Regions from separate parts of the Zea mays genome. Here region 2 is linked to region 1. The links are chromatin contacts, called in public Hi-C maps. All regions are on one chromosome and are shown on one strand. Each heading gives the region's core, a stretch centred on a gene start, on an enhancer-like site or on the middle of the called end of the contact. The rest is flanking DNA. Distances are from core to core; before and after follow the strand shown.

Evidence for each region. Hi-C and Micro-C count contacts between places; a contact is called where the count stands out from the background.
Region 2: a contact with region 1 is called in a Hi-C map of ear, with 6 times the contacts expected there. The contact joins the promoter of LOC100283185 here to the enhancer-like site in region 1. A contact is called at or near these places in 9 of 25 Hi-C or Micro-C datasets (bundle sheath, ear, endosperm and 2 more).

The regions. Positions count from the first base shown.
Region 1 is chr9:114,753,250-114,761,066 of Zm-B73-REFERENCE-NAM-5.0, forward strand. No RefSeq gene overlaps it. Among protein-coding and RNA genes, the nearest start is that of LOC118473463, 36 kb to the left of the region's middle. Within about 2 kb of position 2,957, at least 19 of the 20 cell types and tissues checked have an H3K27ac peak or open chromatin away from gene starts, as enhancers often do. A contact at or near this core is called in bundle sheath, ear, endosperm and 2 more, where this site is marked.
Region 2 is chr9:114,923,458-114,931,274 of Zm-B73-REFERENCE-NAM-5.0, forward strand. It overlaps LOC100283185, which reads right to left and starts at 3,674. Exons shown (of 7, transcript NM_001156087.1): 1 at 3,479-3,674; 2 at 3,309-3,374; 3 at 3,085-3,135; 4 at 2,911-2,990. The coding sequence starts at 3,665.

The sequences.
Region 1 (7,817 bases), core at 1,707-4,206:
TACAGGTCTGAGAATAAGATTAAAGAAAGAGAGGGATTTTTACTGTTGGAGAGTTTTAAAGCACAAATCTGATTTTACCCATTTATAGCAGTGTTAATCATTTAGAACAAATCATGTATGAATGTGTCATACATGATATGTCGCCACTTGAATTGTTCTTAAAAATAATATACTTGATAGTGTGCCCATGTCAGTGGAAAAAACATCTCTTTATCTTTATGCATAATATCAGTTGCTTGGAAAATAGCTGCATTCTCAAGCTATTTGTAACTACTATTACTACATCAACCCCCACGCTTCTGCTTCATCATTAGCAGTATGTATTTTCATCTTCTGACTTTGGCTCAACAAGCTAACTATATTCAGACACAATTTCAGTCATCTAACCATTAAAATCACAAGTGTGGAACCAATATTTTTGGTTCAAGAAAAAGAAGGAATCCATCTTTTTTCCGAGAAAAAAGGAACCCAACTTTTCCTTTTTTCCTGTAACTCTTGCTTGCCCAAATTTCATCTTTATCACTTACACAATACGACGTATATTGAAAACTTATCACTCATCTAACAGAAATATCATCAACAAACCAACAGCAATGGGGTTGTACATAAAAACAGGGCTACTTGTAAAAGGTGCATATAGCACCTACACCACTACATGCACATATGAATGCATGATAACTTCAAAGTTAGCAAGTTAATATTGAATAGAGCATTTTGTATAAGGTGTCACGTAGCAAATATCAGAAAGTGATAAGAACAGTAAACAGAAACCAGGGGAGAGAAGAGTTATCATGCATTCATATGTGCTAATACAAACCTTGTCATCAATTGACCACCCACACTCCAGTATACCTACTTAGTTCTACACTTATTCATGCATGATATTAGCAATCTATCTTCGGTTTTCCTTATACAAAATGCTCTATTCCCCTGTGACAATTATCCATCACTTTGATGCTTATGTAAATTACATTTACCATTGTTTGAAAGCACTGATGTTCATGCAGAAGCCAAAAAGAAATTAAAACATCCAGGTGCCACTAATATTATCCATCACTTAACGATTAAAACCTGTACATGCAGATGATGTAGTAATTCCAATATAGTACAATACATTTATTCAACAAATCGTCAATGTATAGATTACAATAATTGCAAGCATTGAGTCAAACTAACAGAGCTCTCAGTTGATTATCTAGTCCTCCTATAGGAGAATGGCAGCTGAAAAGATTCATGCACAACATACCAAAACTACAAAAACACACAAACCAACACTCCACCCTGCAATCAATCGAAGTAACAGATTTCAAAAACTCCGGGCTAAGTAAATCAAAGGAAGTATGCAACAATCTTAAACAACAAAAGATGACAATCTAAGTAACATATTTCAAAAACTCCGGGCTCTATTTAATACACCAATGCATGGTGGCACCTAAAAATAATCATGCAGGAAAGGCCAAAACACACAAACCGACACTGATCCATAAGTAACAAAAATTCATGTAAAACTAACAGAGCATGCACCAATTCGACTCATGCTTCACTCAAAGTTTGTTTACCTACTTAGTTCTTTGAGTTTGATGGTACATTCACCGGTCTTTATGGCTTGCACAAAAAAAAATCAAGTGATCCTCAGGTATGGGAGAACTTTACCTACACACAACATTTGACAATTAAATTAAACACTCCAGTGGTCTGTTGCACTACTAATTCAACAAAATAGATGATACATGAACGCAGGTGATAGAAAGGGACATCGGAGGACTTACCGGACCTGGCAATGCGTCGAGAGGCTATGGGGTTGTCCAGGCTCTCCGTGGACCTCTTCCAGCTCTGGCGGCGAAGCGTTCTCGAGCAACACAGAGTACGCGCATGCTCACCATTTATCATCATCGGATACATGCTGACCCAGGCGAAGTGGAGGTCCTGCAGAGGAGGAAGCGTGCGGGAGTGGAGGTTGTGGGCCTGAGTAGGGTAGGGGGGAGTCCGCTAACTCGGGATGGAATAGGTCGTGGGGAGAGCAGTTACTGTTGCGCGGTGCGTAGAGCAGCGGGATGGTGGCCGCGCGACTGGTGAGAAGACACGAGGTGAGGCTGTCTGCCGAGGGGGAGGCCACCGGCGATAGAGGCGTACCAGCGGAGGGGAGTGGAGGCTCGCCGGCGGGGATGAGGCCGCCACGCGACTGCCTGCGGGGAGGAGAGCCGCCGCGTGACTACCTGCGGGGATGAAGTCTCTAGGGTTTTTCCTAGATGGGCCTTATGGAATTTAATTGATAGATGGGCCTCGTACCGCAGCGCAAATATAATGTACCATATCGGCCAGCCAAAGGTTGCGGTAGCAACTTATAAACCTTGCTGCTACAGAGGAAGCAGTCAGCTTGTGTAATCAGCTCTTGGTATTGTCAGCTTGTGTCGATTTTTTGCGCACGGATGGGGCGGGGTGAGGAGGCCGCGGCTAGCAGGTTAGTGTGGCGATGGACGATCCAGATTGAACAACAGCGATGGACGATCCAGATTGAACGAAGGCAGAACGGCAGTCTACCCTTATCGCTTTAATAAGTTGTAGAGATATATCAACTTCTGCATATAATGTAGCAGTTCTAAACAAGCAAGTGTTAGCTGATACGTACCACCTTCTATCCAGCTGTAGCAGTCTGCTAACTCATACGAGTCAGAGTATGACAATGAAATGAAATCAACAACACACACACAAAAAAAGGTGTGGGGTGCAGACGTGCAGTATTAGCTTCGATGATTGTGTGCGGTTGCAGGGAGAAACGAGCGTGCATATGCTGTGCTGCTACTGCTGTGGTGGGTTTGGTTAATTAGGTCGCATGTGTGGCAAAGCTGACAGGAGGCTGTGTAGGGAAAAGCGGGGTCGGGACGAGACCATCCGCGGCAGAGGGGCGCAGGACGGTCAGTGCAGCAGGGGCGGGTGGTGGTGTTTGTGATGGATGGGTAGATTCCGCAGGTTTCAGGTCAGGACCAGGCGTCGCGAGTGCGCGGCTCCCGGCTGCCATGGCACCCGTCAATCATTGGAGACGCGGACGGACGGCGCGAGCGGGAAAAAAAAAAAGAAGTTGCTGCTCGCTGCGTTGCCGTTGTACTATTGTAGTAGACCTGTGTTTTCGGGTTCATGAAAACGCTCGAGCTCGAAAAGCTGTGTGTGGTGTGGGTGCAAGAATAGGCGCAGCATGTGACAGTTACCACTACAGCAAGGAGCCGCAGGAGTACTATGCGTGAGCGTAATGCTTGAGGGTCCTCGTGTGCCCCGTGCCGTGCTGCTGTACCATACCACACGTGTGACAGTAAACGGGCCGGGCCAGCATCATCATAACCACCACGCGCCGTAATAACCACGAGCGACGACTGTACAGCTGAACCCGCTACCGGCGGCAGCTGGCCAAGTACGTACAGTACGTACGTGCGTGCGTGCGTGCGTGGTAGGCTCATTCTTGGGCCCTTCTCTCGCTCGTCGCTCCAGCACCGTGGCCCGGCCGGCCGGGCAAACAGGTCGCGGATCTTGCTGGGCCATAACGATATCTCAGGCCGAGGCGGAGGAAAAGATGGATGGGTGGAGACTGGAGGAGAGTCGAGCCCCCCCGGCCGGCAGGACATAGCCAATAGTCGCCGTGCGAAACTCTGCTCGCTGAAACGGGCGAGAGAGAGAGAGAGAGACCGTACGGCCGGCCCGTCGTCAGTTTCTGCCTTTTTGTTCAGCAGTGCGTGTGCCCCAGGCCCCAGCGGTGCCTAATCACTCGCTCGCTCGCTCATGTGCCGATCGGTGTAGATAGGCATGCATGCGTCATGCGTGCGGACTACTAGTACTACTAGTAAGTAGTAATAACATGGTGTCATCACCGGTAGGCGGCATCATGTGTGTGGTCTTTTTTTTCCTTCTCTGTGTGTGTGGTCACCGCTGCCCAGTGCGGGCGCCGGGCGGGGCGACTAGTGATTGGCCGGCAACACGTCAGGGACCATCGGTGTACGGCATCGCGTCGGGGGGTCTCGGCTCGAGACCCGAACACGTCCGGGACTGAAGCGTTGGCGCGAGCGATTGGTGCGGTGCGAAGCGAAGCGTTCGTGCGCGCGTGGTCCAGTCCACCCGCCCGCACCCTCCACTCCACCCATGCTCCTGCGTCGCGGACTCGGACGCCGGGACGCGACCCCGGCCGACCTCGGATCGATCCGGATCACGACGTCCCCGCGGTCAACAACGCGCGCCAGGCCCGGCACGGTCCCCCCCCTCTCTCCTCCTGCACCGCCGCACGGACGTACTACACGTACGTGCGCGTCGGCAAAGTGCATGCGCGCCGTGCGAGAAGCGTGGATTCCGCTCGCGGCCCATCCCACCCAGCGCTGAATTTTACCTCCGAGCATTTGTACTGCCGGGGGGCGAACTGGCCATGAGCAACCTGTACTGGTTTTCTCTGTAGTTTCAGGGATCGGACGGCAGCGGTGAAATCTGGTGGCCGTGGCCCGGGCTTTTTCAGTGTACTAAACATCCTACCTATATCTATTTATCACCGCCTCCGATGAAACGAAACGACAGCATGAGCGGGCGATCACATGGAATGGAACAACGAGTCTGAGAAGACTGACCGGACCGGATCCACGCCACTACGCGAAGACCAACTCATCTCTCCTCCTAGTGCTGCTGCTGCCTATACCTATCGATGCGCAGGCGCAGCATGAGGCTACCGCTGCCCACGCCCCTGTGTGCCCTGCCTCCGACGTGACGAATCGTGTAGTAGTAGCTGCTCGCCTTGTCTCTGGTTCGATCTCACTCACACACAGGGCACTAGTAGTAGTATCGCACCAGTACGTACTAGCTACGACCACTGCTGGCTGGCACGGTCCTCCATCGTCTACGAGAGAGAAGTATGCAGCTGGAGCTGGACATGCAAATACCTAACCCGCCGCCTGGCCGTTTCACGCACTTTTTTTCCTCTCTCTCTCTCTCTCTAGCATGGATCTATCGGGCCGGGCGGCCCATCGGGGGGCCGCTGCCGCCGTGAGGAGACTTGACATGCTCCGGAACAGTACGTGCCGCGTCCACCAGTCCATGGGAATTGGGAACTGCTTGGCGCGCCGTGCATGCATTTACGTAGTGTGTATGTATGTAGCCGCCACGCACTGTTGCTGCTGCTACCGCCGTGCACTACACCATGACACATTATTGCCCACAGACTGTCTGATGGTAAAACTCCAAAATAGCGTCGTACAGTCTGTCGGTAAAGAGTTTTAGCGACAGATAATGTGTGTCGGCAAAAGTCCTGTCGGCAATAATCTTTACCGGCAGCCATAGATGTACCGACATACTATCTGTCGGCAATGGTTATATTTTTGCCGACAGACATATCTTTACCGTCGGACAGACTTTTGCCGACATATTCTTGTGTCGACGGCTTGTGTGTCGCTAAAAGTCTATATGCCGACATATTGTCTGATGGTATTCCCTATGTGCAGTTTAAAAAAAAATACATGCATACAAATATATGCTAATGAAACAAATAATAAACTGATTATGATGCACATTGCAGGACAACTTAAATAATATGTAGCTCAGAATATATGAAATTTGATTACTAAAAGAATTGCAGGACAACTTGAATAATATGTAGCTCAAAATATACGTTTGGATTCCAACATATATTTGTTTAGAACACGCTTTCTGTGATGGACATATAAAAATAATAGCATACATGTTTTCTAAATTTTGAAGTGATATTTCAGTTCTATTACATGCAAAAGTATAACGATTCATCTAGCAAACTAAATTCTCTCCACCGGCTGGGTGTTACGCCAACAGCTACCATGCATGCGAGTAATCGTTTTTTCACACTTCAAGCAATCTGATCCTTGCTTCCAGCTCCTCTTCCTACAACATAGTTTGATAATATATTAATTACTGTATCAGCAGGTCCATAAACTCCCAACAGAAAATACAAACTAAAAGTGCAATAAAGGTTTATTAATACATATATTTATGTACTGAAAATGCACATGATTACAAAGAAATAGAACATGAATCATAACTTGAGCGGGTAGAAAATTTATCATAACAAAGGTATCATGGACTGAATCCTAAACATCATAACGAAGGCATCATGGACTGAATCGCGGTCATCATAACAACAGTAAGAAACAGACTCCCAATTGAATCATGGACAGCAGGAACAAAACCGGACTTCTCCATATATATAAAGAATCTGATGTTAAATATAGACAGACAAAACAGAAACACTGATTCTTGCATAAAGAATCTGTGGACAGATGCTCTAACCTCTTGCTTAGACTGACAACATTTTTATAGATTGCTTAATGCTTATCATGTGAATAAAATCACAAAGAAACTACCATGGACAACTGATTAATCCTCTAAAGTCATCAAGGACATCAACAACCAAAGTAGCCATTTATCTACTAGTACTGCTGCTAGCTGTTTCCTACTTTGCTAACAAGTTTGATCCGACTAATGTCAACGCACGTGCTACTAGCTGATACAGTGGTACTAATAAGCAGGCACAACTAATAAGGTGTTTGGGTCGATGCCACTCGAATGTATGTACTAGTCGAATTTTAGCTTTCCAACATAAAGAAAAATTAGCCATCTAAACAAAGACTAAAGCCATCAAACTTTGCTATAGGAGACGTTTAAGAACAACAAAGGGGGCAGTGTACAAAATATACGGAAAACTGATCTACAGCACGCCAGCACCAATGCCAAGTTGCATCAGTGGCTCAGCGCTAGATGGAAGCTGCATTGACCCTACACCATCCCTGTGCCGGTGCAATCTGGCACCGTTGGCATAGTTTACTGTTCGCAAATTAAATACACTAAAGTGATAATGGCATTATTAATGGATAAATGCTAGCATGGCCATCAGAAATGAGAACATAAGAATCGCCGCTGTTGGGAGATGAAACTAACTCTGGCATGATGGAAATCTGAAACATCAGTGCTACTCCAATCGATAAATTCTAACAGCAGTGGCATCAAACAAAGGTGTTATGAATTATGATAAGTCAACAGGCTAAGCTAGGCCATAAAACGCCCCAAAAATAAATCAAGTGGCATCATCGATCCCTAACAGATCGAGGAAACACAGAGGCGGGCCCAGGATTTAGAGAATGAGTATTCGAAATTGTACTAGATAAAAATATTTGGATGGCCTAAAGCCTATCATAATAGACTTTATACATATATATAATTGATTCACCTATAGATAGTCATAGCATATAATAGAACATACACATTACAGAAGTAGTAAACTAAATCATAACTCATGTAAAAATAATAGGTCAGGGGAACATTAAATAGTATAAGAATGCTTACAAATTACAAGACAACCTTCTAATCCTTTAAGCTTTGAAATTGAGTGGTAGCGCTACTCTTCCTCTTCATTTTTAAATCTGTAAATAAATCACAATACACTTAATTCAATGCCTAATCTAAAACAAATTAAGATGCACTCAAATCACAAATTAGTGAAACCATTCAAACGGTCAAACAACTAAACAGGACCTCAACTTCAACTTCACAGATCGGCGGACCGCGGATGGCTGTCTTGGTTCAGGACTTCAGGCTGCCGTGCCGGTTGGGCCAAGGCGGCTCCGCCGCAGCTGGCCTGTGGCCAGTGGCCTGGGCGCCCCGCGCCTGGCAATGGTAGGCTGGCCGCTGAAAGCGAGCGCTTAAGCACTAGCGCCTCAGGCCTCAGCCGCTCAGCGGTCAGCGGCTCGCTGGCTCAGCGCGACAGCGCCTGGCGCCCTGGCCGATGGCCGTGTGGTGCGCCCGTCAGGCCCCTGGCGCCCGTG
Region 2 (7,817 bases), core at 2,424-4,923, 170 kb after region 1:
GAAGACTCGGCCAAGCTCCATGTGTTCTTCACTGGGTGCAATGGTCATTAACTCCATGCTCCACAGGGCAACCAAGGTGAACCTACGATCAGTCCCTCCACCATCTCCCTCGTTTTACCTCTCCCCATGCTCTCCACACAAGCTCCAAACAGCAGCAATAGCTACTGTGGCCTGCCATCCCTCCCTCTCGATGTCATGTATGTTAAGTTGCATGCATCAACCAAATCAACCTAAAAGATTAAGCTGTTAGGAGAAGGTAGGCAATCCACTTCCACTTATACAATTCAACACCCCCGCTCACGTACAGCCAGAGAGAAAGGCGCAAACGTGGAAATAAGGGGACAAAGGCACAAATAAAGCCTCTGCCAGGATTCAAACTTGAGACCTCTGGCTTTGATACCATGTTAAGTTGCATGCACCAACCAATTCAACCCAAAAGCTTAAAATGTTACGAGAAAGTAGGCAATCAAGTTATACACATCAACAATATCCATTAATAATAGTGGCCGAATTCTCCACTTCCAAAATAGAGACATGTGGCTTATATATCGGTAATTGTCCTGTACTTAAGTTGTAAAAGAGCAAAACTGCAACTGGTGGCAATTTCAATGTTTATTGTTTCCTTCTAGCCTGCTCCTAGTTTTAGCATTTTAATATGCAGTTATTTATTTATTTAAGAAATGTGTGTTGAGGCTTGGCAACCACGACGCACTATGGTCTTCCTCCTTCTGTGCTAGTGTTTCGATGTAGGCGTCGTCGTGTTCCCTTGGCCATGTGCGGCCCGTCTTGAGGAGTCGAAGTTGCTTGTCCCTTGTGTTGAGCTCGGCAACGTTGACTCTGGATGGGGGTGTCTGTGTGGTGGTGGTGGTAGTTGGGGGGCGGGAGATTATCGTTGTTTGAGCTGCTTGTGCACTCTGGGTGTGATTGGTTGCCCGAGCGGGCACGACCAGGCCCGGCGCGTGCTTTGACCACGCTTGAAACCATGATTGGTTACCTGTACTTAATCGGCGTAGCCTGCACAGGCGGACGCAGCCTAGGTAGGAAACGACCCATAACCCTGCATGGGCGGAGACGCGAGCGCGCGGCCTTCTCTACCGACCTAGGCTGGCTCACGCCAAGCACATCAGCAACCAACAACCAATCACGTCCTCTGTAGGTTTCAGGCCCGATTTTCCTTAAAACTGGGCCAATTCTATTATTCTTCTTAAATGAAAGGCAGAGCTCCTGCCATTATGTTCAAAAAAAGGAATGCTACAACATATCTACCTATCGGGCTTTGGGGAAAATGTCACATATGTGTATATGTATGCGCTCAATACCGATATCGGTATCCATGCTTCATAGCATAACAGGCAGCCTGGTTCTAAACAACTTCAGTAATGTAGTAACAACATTGATCAAACATAACAAAATCTAATTTCGCACAATTGGTTACAAGTCGTGAGAAATGGCTGAAGCTAAGGGTCTCTCCTTTCTTGCCGGTAGAACTTGACAAAAATCTAGAGACCCTTTGCTTTAGACTTCTTTAGGAGGGAATTCTTGTATCTGGGTCCATTTTGGACCTTCTTATTTCTTCTTAATATAATGATGCGCAGCTCTCCTGTACGTTGAGAGAGAAAAAAGTCGTTCGATCATGATTAAATCGGCCAAGTCGGACTGGAAGTAACGATTAGGGCTACTAGTCGTCCAATCGTCTGACTAATCAGCTTGTAATCATGATTATTGATTAGTCATCCGACTTGGAAAAGACAACGACCAGAATTAGTTTAGTTTTATTTGGGCTGCCTATTTTCGGCCTGACTATAAGGCATATGAAAACGGCAACCCCGCCCCCCTCTAAACCCTTCACGTAGCACACGACTCTTCAGTTCCTTGCACTGGCGGCTGGCTTCCCTCTCGCCCCCTCCTCTTCAGATCTGCCTGGCGGCTGCTGATCACCGGTGGTGGTTCATCCTCCATCTGTCCATCTCCATCATAAGCAATTCATTTGAAGGTCTGTACTAGTAACTGGTGATCAAAACTGCAAACGGTGGCAATTTCAATGTTTCTTGTTTCCTTCTAGGCTGCTCCTGGTTTTAGAATTTTATTTTGCACAGTTATTTATTTATTTAAGAAATGCTAAAACATCTGTGTATCTGTATCCGCTCGATACCAATATGCATTTCCGTATACATGCTTCATAGCATAACAGGCAACCTGGTTGTGAACAACTTCAGTAATGTAGTAACAACATTAAATCTAATTTTGCACAGATTTCACCTGAATTTAAATTTGTGATGCTAGAAAGGCAGTATGTAACCTGAATCGGTTAGTCAGAACCAATAGTTAGAGGTTAACTGGTTAAGCATCGGAAACAATACCACACCAGTCTGCAATTATGACTGTATAGCAGAGATCTTAAAACTGGTATAGTGGACTAGTGGTAAATGTGGCGGTGATGAAGAAGCAGCAAACTGCGACTTTGCATACTAATATTCCCATACGTTAGTGCTTACTTAATGTTGCATAAACCCCAGATCCCGATAGACTTAGGCACCCTGATAGACTTAGGCATGTTTATCCATTCCTAGATGCTCAAGCCATTGAGCAAGTCTTGCGTGCGCACGACCAGGAAGACTGGGCATCGTGCGCGCCATGGTGACACTCCACTGCATGGGACATGATCACCATTACCTCCAGCTTTGTAGCATGTTTAGTCACTGCATTGCATAATATAGGAGAAAAAACCAGAACAGCTGCAAGGCATTGCACAGCACAAGCTCTCAGTACACACACTCGCGTTTGTGTTCTTCCAGTTAGTGAACTTACGTTTGTGTTCTTCACTGCTTCAGAAACCTCACCACGGCTAACACTTAACAGCCAATTTCTAGCATATCGCAGTAGCAGTGAAATCTAAATTTGCAGACTTACCAATTCAATGTCAACTTTGTACACCGGTATCTTGGGATACTGGCTGCTCAGCTTTGATACTAAAGGTGCGATCGCCCTACCTGCAGTGCGGCACAATCACACAACAAAATTATGACACAAATGAATGAAGCCCTATACTTGGCAACGCTGGCATCAGAATGAGGCAGTACTTACATGGTCCACACCACACCGCCGTGTAGTAAAAGACAGCTGGTAGCTTTTCATCTGCAAGATCCACAGGGATCACAGTTCACAGCCAGTGAGGCACAAGAGAACGAACGAACCATCGAACCACCATGACCCAATTCGTCACCCAACACCAGACGTACCAAGGAGGCAAGGACTAACTAGCATCTAGCATGGTTTGGAAATGGGAGAGGAGGAAATCGGCGCCGTACCTTGCACCTTGGAAAAGATGCTGTTGAAGGAGTCCGCGGAGCCCACGACCACCATGCTTGAACCACCTGAAACAGCCAACCCAAAAAGCCGTAAGTCCCCGAGAGCCGCACGAAATGGAGAGGGGGGCATGGGCGAGACGAAAGGAGGATCGAGTCATCGAGAGGAATACTCGTGGAAGAGAAGAGGCGATGGGGGCCCGGAAAAGCGGGCGGCGATGACGACGAGAAGGAGGGGGCGAGGGGCGCGGGGTTAGGGTTCACGGCGAAGGGGAGGTGATGAGGTCTTGGGGCGGCGGAGGCGGATGCAGACGAGACGAGGGGAAAGAGGCGAGGGAGACGGCAGAGTCGGCGAGCCATACTGCAGAATGCGGACGTGGAGCGGTCGGCGCCGTTAAGGCCTGGACTCCTCGACGATTGGTCAACTGGGCCTCCACTACCGTTAAGGCCTGCTTCCACCGTCCAACTACTCTGAGCTCATGGGCCGAAGTAAATTGGATGGTGGTAGGGATGAAAGTGGTGTGGATATGTTTTCTATTTACAGTCATCTAGAGTCTCAAATATATATTTTAAAATTCATATATTTTGAGATTTAATTGTTTCAAAAAAATTAGACTATCTCTATTGATGGTACATCCTATACTAAAGTTGTAGCGCTTGATAAAATTTTAAACTTTATAGTTAAAGTTTTTTTTATCTGAGTTCGTTTAGTAGCCAAAAATATTTAATGCAAGATTACGGAACGTTGATACAAAACAATATCATTATATATGGACATAAATATGTGTGGGGTGCAAACGGTACAGATGAGGGAGCGTTGAATGATTAGCAGCCGTGTTAAGTTGGAAACTCGATTCAAGCGAAGGTTGCATTAACATGACCAACTAATCTTTATATATGCTCGGTTTACTGTGAACCGTACACTAGTTTAAACATGAAGTGGTAGCATGTCATCTATTTGACCATAGGATAATCAGGTGGAAGTCGGGCATGTCGATCTTCCCAATTTATCTCAGGCATGATGGTTACCTAGAAGTATTTGATGGACGACATTTTTTCTGCGCCACGGCCTTTCCTGCCGTCTGCTGGCCACCTCAAGCTAGCACAGATCAGCCACTGGCTAGTATAGATGTCCAAACAGAGTGCGGGCCGCCCGTTTAATTCGTGGCACGGCACAAATTTAGCCCGGTCCAAACACGGCCCGGCACGGCCCGTTTAGCGGGTCAGGTATGGGCAGATACGACGGTCCGCGTGATTTGGCCCGGCCCGGCACGATAAATAGGTCGGCTCAACGGCGGCCCGCGTATTTGAACACAAATGCAGTGTAGCGCAGGCTCAATTCAATTAAATGGGTCGGGACTGTTATTTCATATTTGTATATAAATACATACATTTAACAGATAAATATATACATTACTCAGCCTGCTAAATGATCAATACTAAATACGCAGAACAAATGCATGAGAACAGTCCAGCCAAACATAATATAAATGCATTGATAAATACATACATTTAATTCTCTCATAATATATAAATATTGATACATTTAATTCTAAGCAGAATAAATGCATACATAAATACAGACGCAGGCTGAGTGATCATTTCATATTTGTATTAATATGATATTATCTTGTGAATTGATAAATGAATTTTGTTGTCTTAATATATGTAAATAATATGTTATGATATATGATTAATTCTGTTAAATATATGTATTTATATACTGCTCTACTGTTGGTTCGGGCCAGTGGCCGGCCCGGTACGTTGAGGCCCACCGGACCAACGGGCCGGCCCAGCACGATTTTTCCCTTTGCGTGCCGGGTTTGGGCATGTTCCTAGGCACGTGGGCCAGCCCGACCCAGTCCGAAGCATCAACGGGTCGTGCCTAGCCCGACCCTATTTGTACCGGGCCGAAACAGGTCCGTGTCGGGTCCGTGCCGGGTGGCCCGTCTAGACATCTATACTGGCGAGTACAAATTATCATGGAGTCTCCATAAACTGCAGTACAGATGGGAGCAGCTGGCCATATGCTGATCAGATCAACTAGTACTACTACGACGATGAAGCAGCTCTCCATTGCACTGCGGCACACCCACCATTATTAGAGATGGCAACGGGTATAAACCCGCCGGGTTTTGCTATCCCAAACTCGTACCCGTGAAAAATATTTACACCCATTAAAAAACCCATACCCATGACGGGTTTGAAATTTTGCCCAAAACCGTACCCATCGGGTTTGCGGGTACCCACGGGTTACCCGCGGGTTTTTATCTCCAATATGCTTATTCTTTTTATAATCAATAAGTATCGTAATGATTAATGAGATCGTGGTCCAAAATTTATGTAATGGACGAGTTCATGATTTGGTATAAAAAATATTTGTAGAGAGAATTAAATACAAATAATTAGTTGTATAATCAAGTTACCTTACACTAAGTTATACATCCACCACATATATAACGCTAGTAATAACTATAATAGCAAGCAAGCAACACTATCACCAACTACTTATACATTCACTATTTGATAAAAATTAGGAAGTAAATAAGTAGATAACAAGTTTGTTGTTCGTTTATAAAATAAAATGACAATGTGCACTAAGTTTGGTCGAGTTTAAAAAACCCACGGGTTCACGGGTTTGGGTACTATAGGAACAAACCCGTACCCATAAACCCGTCGGGTATACATTTATACCCATTAATAAACCCATGGGTATGAAAATTGACCCAAACCCGTACCCTAATGGGGTAAAAACCCATCGGGTTTCGGGTTTCGGGTACCCATTGCTATCTCTAACCATTATATGCCATCTATTTGGTTCCTTAGCTAGGCAGAGCCTCGTTCAGAAGCTCATGCAGGCCGAGCCAAATCTATATAAGTGGATGCAAGTAATATTTTGTATGGTTGTTTGGTTGACTGTACATAACCAGCCAGGATTTCGTGGCCACGTGTTTGGTGGGCACATGTATAAGTGGATGCAAGTAATATTAGATCTTTACCAGAATTTCAGTAATGTACATGAGACAATTTATACAAGTATCGGTGTTTCGGACCCGGGGGGTCCCTGGACCGACGAGTAAATTTGTCGCTGCGTGTTCCAGCCCAGATGGGTTGGCGCAAGATGGAATACAAGAAGGAAACGCGGCTCGTGTTATCTCGCACCAGGGGGGGTGTGCTCGTAGTAGGGGTTACAAGCGTACGCGAGAGAGGGAGAGTGAGCCTGTTCGTTAGCTCGTCCCTCCGCGCGACCCTCCTACATGAAGGCCCTGGACCTCCCTTTTATAGATGCAAGGAAAAGGTCCAGGTGTACAATGGGAGTGTAGCTATGCGCTAACGTGTCTGATAGAGAGGTGCCTGAGCCCTGTGTACATGTCAACGTGGCTGTCGGAGAGGTGCTAGAGCCCTGTGTATGCGATAACGTGGCCGTCGGAGAAGTGGCTGAGCCCTGTAGAAGCACAGCTGGCGGTGCTGCTGGGATCCTGCTGACGTCTCCTTGCTTCTGTAGGGGGCTGAGAACCACCGTCGTCACGGATGCACGCAGGGAGCCATCATTGCTTGTTTCTGGCACGAGCCAGATGGGACGCCGGTCTTGTTCCCTTGTAGCCTGAGCTAGCTAGGGGTAGGGTAATGATGTATCCCCTGTGGTGCGGTCGGTCCGAGCCCAAGGTCGGGCGAGGCGGAGACTTCTCCTGAGGCCGAGGCTGTGATCGGGCGAGTACGTGATTCCTCCCAAGGCCAAGGCCGAGGCCGAGGCCGAGTCTTGGGGGTCGGGCGAGGCGGAGACCTCCTCTCGAGGTCGAGGCCCAAGGCCGGGCGAGGCGGAGCTTCCTGTTGTGCTCGAGGCTGAACTTGCTGTTGTCAGCCTTGCCCGGGTGGCTGGCACAGCAGTCGGAGCGGGGTGAGCGGCACTGTTTTCCTATCAGATCGGTCAGTGGAAGGGCGAAGTGACTGCGGTCACTTCGACCTTGCCGACTGAGACGCGCGTGTCAGGATAAGGTGTCAGGCTATCCTCGCATTGAATGCGCCTGCGATACGGTCAGTTGGTGAGGCGATTTGGCCAAGGTTGCTTCTCGACGAAGCCTGCCCGAGCCGGGCCTAGGGCGAGCCGAGGGTGCGCCCGCTGCCTGAAGAGACCCTCGGGCGAGGCGTGAATTCGTACGGGACTACTGTTCCCGCCCGAGGCCGGGGTCGGGCAAGGCGAGATTGCGTCCCTTGGTAGGCGAGGTCTTGACATAAACCGTGCCCATCAGCCTCTGTAGCTTGTGTTGATGGTGGTTACCAGCCGTGATTAGGAGTGTTGGGGGTACCCCTAATTACAGTACCCGACAGTAGCCCCCGAGCCTCAAAGGGAGTGTTGGTACTCGCTTGGAGGCTTTGCCGCACTTTTTTGCGAGGGGACCGGCATTCCTCGGTTATACTTTGTTTCGGTGGGTGCGCGCGAGCGCACCCGCCGGGTGTAGCCCCCGAGGCCTCAGAGGAGTGGTTTGACTCCTCTGAGGTCTTAATGCTTTT